2 separate regions of the Pan troglodytes genome follow, and region 1 is linked to region 2. The links are chromatin contacts, called in public HiChIP or PLAC-seq maps. All regions are on one chromosome and are shown on one strand. Each heading gives the region's core, a stretch centred on a gene start, on an enhancer-like site or on the middle of the called end of the contact. The rest is flanking DNA. Distances are from core to core; before and after follow the strand shown.

Region 1 (4,268 bases), core at 519-3,018, 130 kb before region 2:
CATACGTTGCTGGAGGATTTATCAGCTAAAAAGCAACGTTTGACTATTTCATACTGTGTTACGTAACTTCCTGAAAATGTCAGAACATCTTAAGTAGGCAGCAAGCCTGGCAGGAACATCTCCCTCCCTGAGTGTAATAAATTTACTTTCAAAGTCTGAGAGCTTTTTCAGAGTCATGTAAAAAGCCCCAGTTTGCTTGTTAGTTAACTTAGGACCCCAAAACATATCTAAGCTTTCATTTTTCAGTCTTATAAAGCCATACATCTATCTTACACTACTGTGACTGTTATACATACATATAACACCCCCAAGCTGCACATGTGGTGGTGGTTGGGGTATGGACTTATCGGGGAGAATCACTGTTTCAAAAAGGCAAAGACCAGGAAAGATCAATTTGGTAGTGGGGTAACATCAAATCCAATTTTCTCACTCAACTTTATTAAAAGCAGCTGGCTCATGACTTGTGGTAGGCAAGCAATGTTATTTATTTAAAAAGCAATTCTCAGTGGGCTGCCCTTCAGGTTATTCTCTACATAAGTCTGTAATTTTATGTACTTCCTTTCTTTAATGAAAAAATGGTATTTGCCCTTCTGACTTTTCACTTTGATAACCTTATTAGTATCAGAAACAAGTTAGCTGTAGACGGATTAAAATGAAAAGTGTTCTCATTTTTTCTAGTAAAAACAGGATATTGTAGATACATTTCAAATTTCAGTTGTCCAAAAATGTAGCCCTTCTATATTTTGTAGTGGCAGATACAAGAGATCAGAGAGCCCTTAAAAGTCACGTTATAAACATGAACATATGTTCAATCTCTTGTATTAAGTTTTCTTCCCAAAAACTGCCAGGCATCCACCACTTACCTCATTTTTTGCAACTGTTAAGAAAATTGCCTAATACAGAAGCCTTTTGAAAACTGTAAAGCTGGGCCATTTCTGTGGTCAGTTATGTACCTTTTCTTAAATTTTCTAGGTCAATAACTGCAGAATACAGTAGTAACACCCTATCTTTAGCCACCCTTAGAGCTTTAGGGCAGGGAAATTCCTTTTAAGACCATCTCTGTTCTTTTGGATTTAACGAAGTACCGAAACACTTTATACTACATGTAATGGGTTTGAAACAGATTAAGCAGCAGGATGGAAGCTTAGTATTCTTGTTTTTGAAGTAAAACAAATCCTTCCAAATGCCTCCTTTTGTTCATTGTCTTCCTCATCCTTCCAACCACTTTCCTAGCACTGGAGTAACAGCCAGGCAACGTAATACAGTACTTCAAGCTTTACAATATACTGTTAAGTGCAGCATTGCCTAGTGAGAGAAAGATAAAATTAAAGAAAGAACGAGAGAAACCTCTCGTTGGAAAGTTCCTGCAGTAAAAGTGAAACCTATGGTATTGACTATCTTTACAACTATGAAAAACTTTTCAATTCTGAGAAAATAAAGGTATCAGTGAGCCAGTGCAGCCTTCAGTGCTACACGTCTTCACCTCCCTTTAATCTTTTTAACAGCTACTAGCTGACCCAGATGCCCGCTTAATTGCTTTTAGCAACCACCAGGTCCAACACACCTCAAGCCAGCTCAAGACTCACTAGGCAAGCGGAGCAGAAACGTAAGCCGGCTCCCTTCAGACTTTCAGCGAGGGAGAAGACGCAGCCGGGAATGGGGCGCGAACGCCACGCCTCCATGAGGGGCGGGGCTGCTTCCCGACCACCATTTCCGCAGAGGCAGGGCAAGAAGAGGGCCACAGGTGACGTCATTCAGGAAAGCCGCCCTGACTGGAGGGAAGGAGGCGGAGTCTAGTTTCCCTGGTGACGGATTGTCCAGTGGTCGCCTGGTAACCGGTCGTGGCTGTACTGGCGGCAGCAGGGCTGGCGGCTTAGGCCGCAGAGGTCTGTGGGCCTGAGCCCACGCTGGACTCTGTCCGTTCTGCGATGACTGCTGCTCTGGCCGTCATCACGACGTCGGGTTTGGAAGATGGGGTGCCTAGGTCCCGTGGCGAAGGGACCGGGGAAGTGGTCTTGGAGCGGGGGCCCGGCGCGGCCTACCACATGTTCGTGGTGATGGAGGACTTGGTGGAGAAGCTGAAGCTGCTCCGCTACGAGGAGGAGTTCCTCCGGAAGAGCAACCTGAAGGCCCCGTCCAGGTGGGTGCCGGCGTCCCCGAGCGCCCGGGTGCCTGCTAGCCCCCAGGGAGATGCCCTCCTTGGTCCTGCTGGGAACCAGTTTCGTGAGAGCGGGTTAGCAATTCCTTGCCTCCGTCTTCCTAGCCAGGGAAGGGCACTTCACCCCAAACTCCCGGGAGGTCCGTGGAGCTCACGCAGCCCTGACTTGGTATTTTTGTAGAGAGAATAAATAAGTTTTGGAACGGCAGAAAGGATCGGAAGACAGCTTGCCTGTTTTTTTCCATCACACACGCATTACCACAAAACACAAACTATATTTTCTGATTGTAAAGATGAAACAAATACTCATTGTAGAAAACTCAGAAAAACACAAGAAAATGTCTAGAAAAATTATAAGACCGTCCAAAATCTCGTCTCCAGAGAGGAATGCCATTATCACTTAAGGCTTTTTTTCTAGTTTGGGGTTTTTGTTGTTGTTTAAGACCCTGTTCATACAACTGGGGACCGTGGGTACTTAGGACCCTGTTAAGGAGCACTTTAAATGCGGTTAGTAAACTTGTTAATTACTTGCTATGGTTTAAAAGACTTCTGCCTTTGTAATAACCATACTCTCAGAAACTGAAAAGTGGAAAAGACGAATGACAACTATTGAATTGTCCCCCTATCGTAGAACCTAAAGTTTTACCCTTGTTCCGGTGGGGGAAAAGTCCAACATATCCTGAAAGCAATGCCATTACTTGCTGAGGGTAGTGGTCAGCTAGGACCTTCTCCTCAAATCACTGTAGCTTAGCAGTAGCCCGATAAATCAGTTTTATAGCTTTTCTTTCACTTTAATACTTACATTTGTTTATTTTATTCCATAAAAGGCAATCAGTGTTAAGAATCTATAGTACTTAATGTCTGCAGCCAGGCTCAAATAATTTCCCTTGATAGTTTAAATCTCATTCCACTGCTCTCTTCCAATAACTTGAATTGAAAGATATGTAGGCTTGATGTAAACTGTTCATATTAAATTACTCCATGGTCGGAGAAAAGATAAAGGAAAAAGTAGTGTTGCTTGATCCATGTTAGAAAAGGTAGTCCTGGGATTATTACTTAAAGTGAATTGATCAGGATAATATAGACAACCAACATTTCCTATGTTAATAAAAATGCATTTTTTTCCAAGTATATTTTTAAAATGAAAACAAAATGTCCTTAAGGTTCTGTTGATGTCATCTCTTGCACTGTGTCCTCAGGGGTTCAGCAGGATACTTTGAATCATGGATTTGTGTGGGGATATCCTAGTCCAATGGTTCTCAAAGTGTGATCGCCAGACCAACAGCATCAGCATCACCTGGGAACTTACTAGAAATGAAATTCCTCAGGCCCTTTCCCAGGTCTACCTTTTCAGTAATTATAGGAATGGGGCCTAGCAGTCTGTTTCAGTAAGGCTTCCAGATGATTCTGATGGACACTAATGTTTGGGAACCACTGTCCTAGGTTTACAGCATCTATTGGTGTTCATTCCTCTGCCCTAGAAGAGTTATCTGCCGATAAGGAAAAGATGACTTTTTGGTGGGTGGGTGCTTTGAAAGGATAGTGAGCATATACCTGGAAGGACTTCATGGCCTTTTTTCTTCCCAGCTTTCTGTTATCTTCCAGAACATTTACATTTATCCTGCAGGAAAAAGTTTGGGAAACATGAAGGAGTACACGACAGATTTTTATGACAATGGTTATAATAGTTGTAAATACATTGTAAACATAATAATGATAGCTACACATGAACAAGACAAATAAGATCTTTGATTAAACTGACTTGAATGTTGTTGCTAGTGAGTTTTGTTCCTATAATGTTTAGGTATAAATCATACTGATCCTCGTAGAACTGTGTTTAGTAGACTAGGGGATTAAGCAAGAGCCCACAGATGTTTGACTGGTGATGTGACATTCACAGGTTCTTAATCCTGACTGCACCTTATAAACATGTAGAAATCTTTTGAAATATACCCCATACTGGGCCTACTTTCACTGAAGTTCTGATTTAATTCATTCATGAGGGAAGAAGCAATGTTTGGTCAAGTACTAGTATTTTTATTAGCTCCTCAGGTGATTGAATATGCAGCCAACATAGAAACAAATGTTCACCATAGGTGATAGGTTAGAA
Region 2 (4,354 bases), core at 243-2,742:
GGCAAAGTGCTCACCATTCCTCTTTCCCTTTGTTTCCCCATCTCAAAAAGGGAGATCATAACATTTATCCTTTCTGAGGTTGTTATGAAGATTAACTTAGGTGATATAGCTAATGTGTACTTCCTGTGTTCAAAAGATTCTAATATGTATTATCCCCTCCCTCTCTACCCAAGAAACTCCTTACATACAGATAAGATGAGCTCAACATCCAAATTAAAATGCTTTGAAAAGTTAAAAGGCAAACCTTTAAAATGATTAAATACTGAAAAGAGCTTAAGGTTATCTCAGAGAGAGGATAATCAAACCTAGGCAGGCTGCTTTGGACTGTCTCTCCTGGGATACGCCTGCTTTTGTCCCACCACCAAAACATACCCCAGCTAGATTCCCAAGAGCAGCAGTGGTCACCCAGGTGGCCTCTCATTCCATTTTCTGCACAAAAAGACATTAAGCATATAGCTAAGTAGCTCCCAGTGTAAAACAGAACATCACCCGATCTCCACCTCTGAAGGTTGGGGACAGTCCTTTCTAGTCACTCTTCAGCTTTAGGGGGGTTGGTCGGTATCAGGGACAGCTGACAGCCTTATTTAGCCAACCAGCTGCTCTGTGATACACAATGTCCCTAATGCTCAAAGTCTGGTGGATGATTCTTTTGTATCCACATAAGCAGCAGTTGGAGGAGAATCGATGAGTCCCTTTGGTTGCCTCGGGGTGTCAAGGCTGCCATTCAAATCATTACCACCATAATTATTAACCATTGTTTTAGTGAGATGTCTGCCAGGCAATTGTTTTTATTTTTCAATCATTAAAAAAGCAATCAAATTTCACTAGAGCAATGCCTGCCTCACGCCGCATCAACACATTTATTAAACCCCTTCTGTTTGCCGAGCTCAATGGAAAGTCTTGGAGGAGGGAATACTTAAAATGCTCTCGGATTTAACAAAAAAGCAATTACAGGAAGAAGCTCGATAGTATACAATACACTGGTACAGAGTGTCATAGACAGTGCCACTTTCATATGCTGGATTTTATTTCTATGGCAATGGGATGCTTGGGAGGAGCCGCACTGTGTAGAGGATTTGGAGAAGTGGGGTATTGTGGTGGGAAATTGCTTTCTTTCCCAGCAGGTAGGAGGAAAACAATCAAGGAGGTGGACAGGATGTGCACTCCATTACAGCAGCCACCAGAGCCTGACTTTCTGATAAGAGAGTACATCAGTTAGGATAACGGTTAAAAGTATCTTTAAAAGACTTTTGCTTCAGGATGAATGATGTGGCCTGTGTGATTCAGCGATAAATTCAAAAGCCTTGTCCCTATTGTGGCTTGCGGCCACATTTCGAACCCATTTTTCAAGCATGTTAAACCCAAGCGCAGCGCAGAGGGCTGCACGTGGGGCAGTCACAAACCAAGCTCAATAATCTTGCTGGTGGGGATGTTTTGGACACGCTGCTAATGCCTGTTTGCGACAATGCTCGCTAGTCCCGGTGGTGGCGGTGTTCACAGGTAACAATGTTTACCACCGTGAATGGAACTTGTTTGATTAACCCTGATCAGAGGATGAAACCACTAAAGAACCAAGTGAGAAAGAGGGAAGAGAACCGCATAGGGAAGAGCAGAGCGAGCAGACGAGCCGAACGCAGAGCCCGCGAGGGGCGAGTGGAAGCTCCCTGCGGGCAGGTACCCGGCCTCCGCCCCGCCCTGGGCGTGGCGGCCTCGGGCTCAGGGACCGCTGGAAGCTGCGAGACGCCCCCACGCGGGGTGCGCTTCGGCGCTAGACGGCCGCGTCCGGGGGAAACGGGCGCTGGTGAAAGCCTAGGTGTCCTGCTCCACGCGCGCAGCCGGACGTCGGGTACAGGGAGAGACGCGGGCTGGGGCGGGGCGGGGCGGGGCGGGGCGGGACCCGGCCCCTGAAGCGCGAGGGTGGGAGTGAAAGCAAAGAGGAGAAAAGTAGAGAGAGAGGGCAGTGGGGCCCAGCGCCGCGCGAAAGGCAGGAACCGACCCGCGGACAGGAACGGGTGCAACGAGGTCCCCGGCGAGCATGGGAACACAGGGTTCAGCCTCCTGCGGCGGGCGAGCACGCGGACCCCAGGGGCGGGCGGGTGAGACAGGACGTGACCTGGAAGCGCGGCGCGTGCCACCGCCCTGGAGCAGGCATCCGGCCTCCGTGGAGCGGGCAGGCGGGCCCCGGGTCTGGAGCCTGCGACTAGGGAGGGCGCCGCGTCAACAGCAGCGGTTGCGGGGCGGGGCCGAGTGCGCGTGCGCGGCTCTCGCGGGCGGGGAGCAGGCGGGGGAGCGGGCGGGAAGCAGTGGGAGCGCGCGTGCGCGCGGCCGTGCAGCCTGGGCAGTGGGTCCTGCCTGTGACGGGCGGCGGCGGCGGTCGGTCCTGCCTGTAACGGCGGCGGCGGCTGCTGCTCCAGACACCTGCGGCGGCGGCGGCGACCCCGCGGCGGGCGCGGAGATGTGGCCCCTGGTAGCGGCGCTGTTGCTGGGCTCGGCGTGCTGCGGTGAGTGGCTCCTCGCTCCCAGCCCTGCGGCTGCTGTCGCTTCGCCCCCGCGGGCGTGTGGGCTGCGCCCCAGCCAGCCCGGCGGCGCCCTGAAGAGGGTGGCCGGGGCGCAGAACACTCGGGCCCTGAGCGCCCGAAGTGCAGACGTGGGAGGGCCCCACGGGGAATCGGGCGCCCCCCTTCTTCCTCCCTTCCTTTCCCTGGTCGTCTTCTTCCCCCTGGGTGAGAGCGGGGCTCATCTCCTCCACCCGGTTCTCCATCTCCAAATGCACACACAGAGGACTCCAAACCGCGCACCTCGCGCAAAAATTAACTAGCAAGAAAGGGCGCGATCAGAGGTGAGGGGCTGCAGCTGCTAGGGATCCCCTTCTTTCGCACCCCTCTCCCTTCTCAGTGCTTAGACGCATTTGGGGTTGAGGGAGGGAGAGTGGGAGGGCCCGGGCCTCTTGCGATGGAAGTGCGCATTTTGGCGAAGTCGGTGAGAAGGGGTTTCTGCCGTTTGCCTCCCACATGAACATAGGAGCGAAGAGGACGTAAAGGACACAATTAAGTTTCATTTTCAACTCAGCATTCAATCAGAAGAATCTTCCGGCCGTGTAATTTTTGCTGTCGTTTTTAATCCTAAAAATAAGCTTGCTGGAAACTCTTTCTTTCTCGTGACCCTCACGCCCCATCAGCCACTTGCATACATTCTAAATTGTACGTTGAAGTTTTTCCCACTTTATTTGGGGGAACCGTTTTAAAAGTAATCTGGTTTTCGCCTGAAATAGGAAGACAGTAACCTCCAGTCAAAACATGTGCAACAGAATGGGATTTGGTGTTTTTCGACGCCAAAGAACCTCCACCCCCCCACCCCCACCCCGAGCTTTTGGAATCCATTTCGCTTTTGTAAAACGTGTGCTTCGTCTGTAAAAACTGAGCAAGGAATAGAAACATTCGTAGCTCTACAGTGAGTGCCTGTCACACTTCACATCCATAGAGCCTTTTGTGAACTTTTATAAGATTCAGAATTCAGCTTGAGCACCAGTGACAGCAATTGTTACATTTATTCTAGAATGCTAAATTAATTCGATTTTAAACTGATTATTAGCCTTGGTGTGCCGTTCCTAAAGGCTTGTGACTTTAGGTATTTCCAAGATGCCCTTAAGTCTCTGCTTACCACTTTCCTCCCTCCCCAAGCATCCTGGATGTTGGGACTGTGAATCCAGATCTCCGTTATCTAAATGGTTGATGTTAGTGTTTCCTGTCATCACGTTTAGTATGCTTGTTGCCTTTACTATCATTTTAGCTAAAATAATACTGCTTTCAGAGATGTGTTGTATAATCGCATAATAATTTCAGAACGCCTTCATATTGAACCAGATATGAAGTGATACAGTATCATTTATTCAAACTGCCTAAAAAGTAAAAAGTATAAACCATATACTATTTTTAAAACAGGTAGGTTAGATTTAAATCACGTAGTTTAGAACTGTTGGAATGGTACTTTGAGTGATAGGATTTATGTTAGGCCTTCTTTAGTAATAGTTAATATCATGTAATTAGCACTCGTTTACACACAATTTTAATGTGTTCGAATCCCTAGAGTCATCGAATTCAGAATTTATAGTATTTTATTTTACTTAGTTAATATTAACCTAAAAAAAAGCAAAATACAGGCATTATGCAATTGAGTTGTGTTAAGTGTGGACTGTAAAACAGGATAGTATTTGTTATAAAATATGTTTTTGTATGTGTTTAATATATAGCTTCAAAAGGACATATATGAAGAAAGATGTCTCAGCACATAGGTAGTTATAAACCAAGGGTTTGAGAGACTGACTTTAGAATCTAGAATGAGTAAGAAAGTGATG

Evidence for each region. HiChIP or PLAC-seq counts read pairs in DNA pulled down with a chosen protein or histone mark.
Region 1: an H3K4me3 HiChIP or PLAC-seq map of stem cell-derived excitatory neurons shows a contact between it and region 2, with 2.3 times the contacts expected there. The contact joins the promoter of HHLA2 here to the promoter of CD47 in region 2. A contact is called at or near these places in 1 of 7 Hi-C or Micro-C datasets (stem cell-derived neural progenitor cells) and 1 of 1 datasets of contacts at active chromatin or transcription factors (stem cell-derived excitatory neurons).

The regions. Positions count from the first base shown.
Region 1 is chr2:111,559,243-111,563,510 of NHGRI_mPanTro3-v2.0_pri, reverse strand. It overlaps HHLA2 (HHLA2 member of B7 family), which reads right to left and starts at 1,768. Exons shown (of 12, transcript XR_010155674.1): 1 at 1,565-1,768. IFT57 (intraflagellar transport 57) reads left to right here and starts at 1,707. Exons shown (of 11, transcript XM_526260.6): 1 at 1,707-2,140. The coding sequence starts at 1,929.
Region 2 is chr2:111,428,155-111,432,508 of NHGRI_mPanTro3-v2.0_pri, reverse strand. CD47 (CD47 molecule) reads left to right here and starts at 1,492. Exons shown (of 9, transcript XM_063806944.1): 1 at 1,492-1,846. The coding sequence starts at 1,507.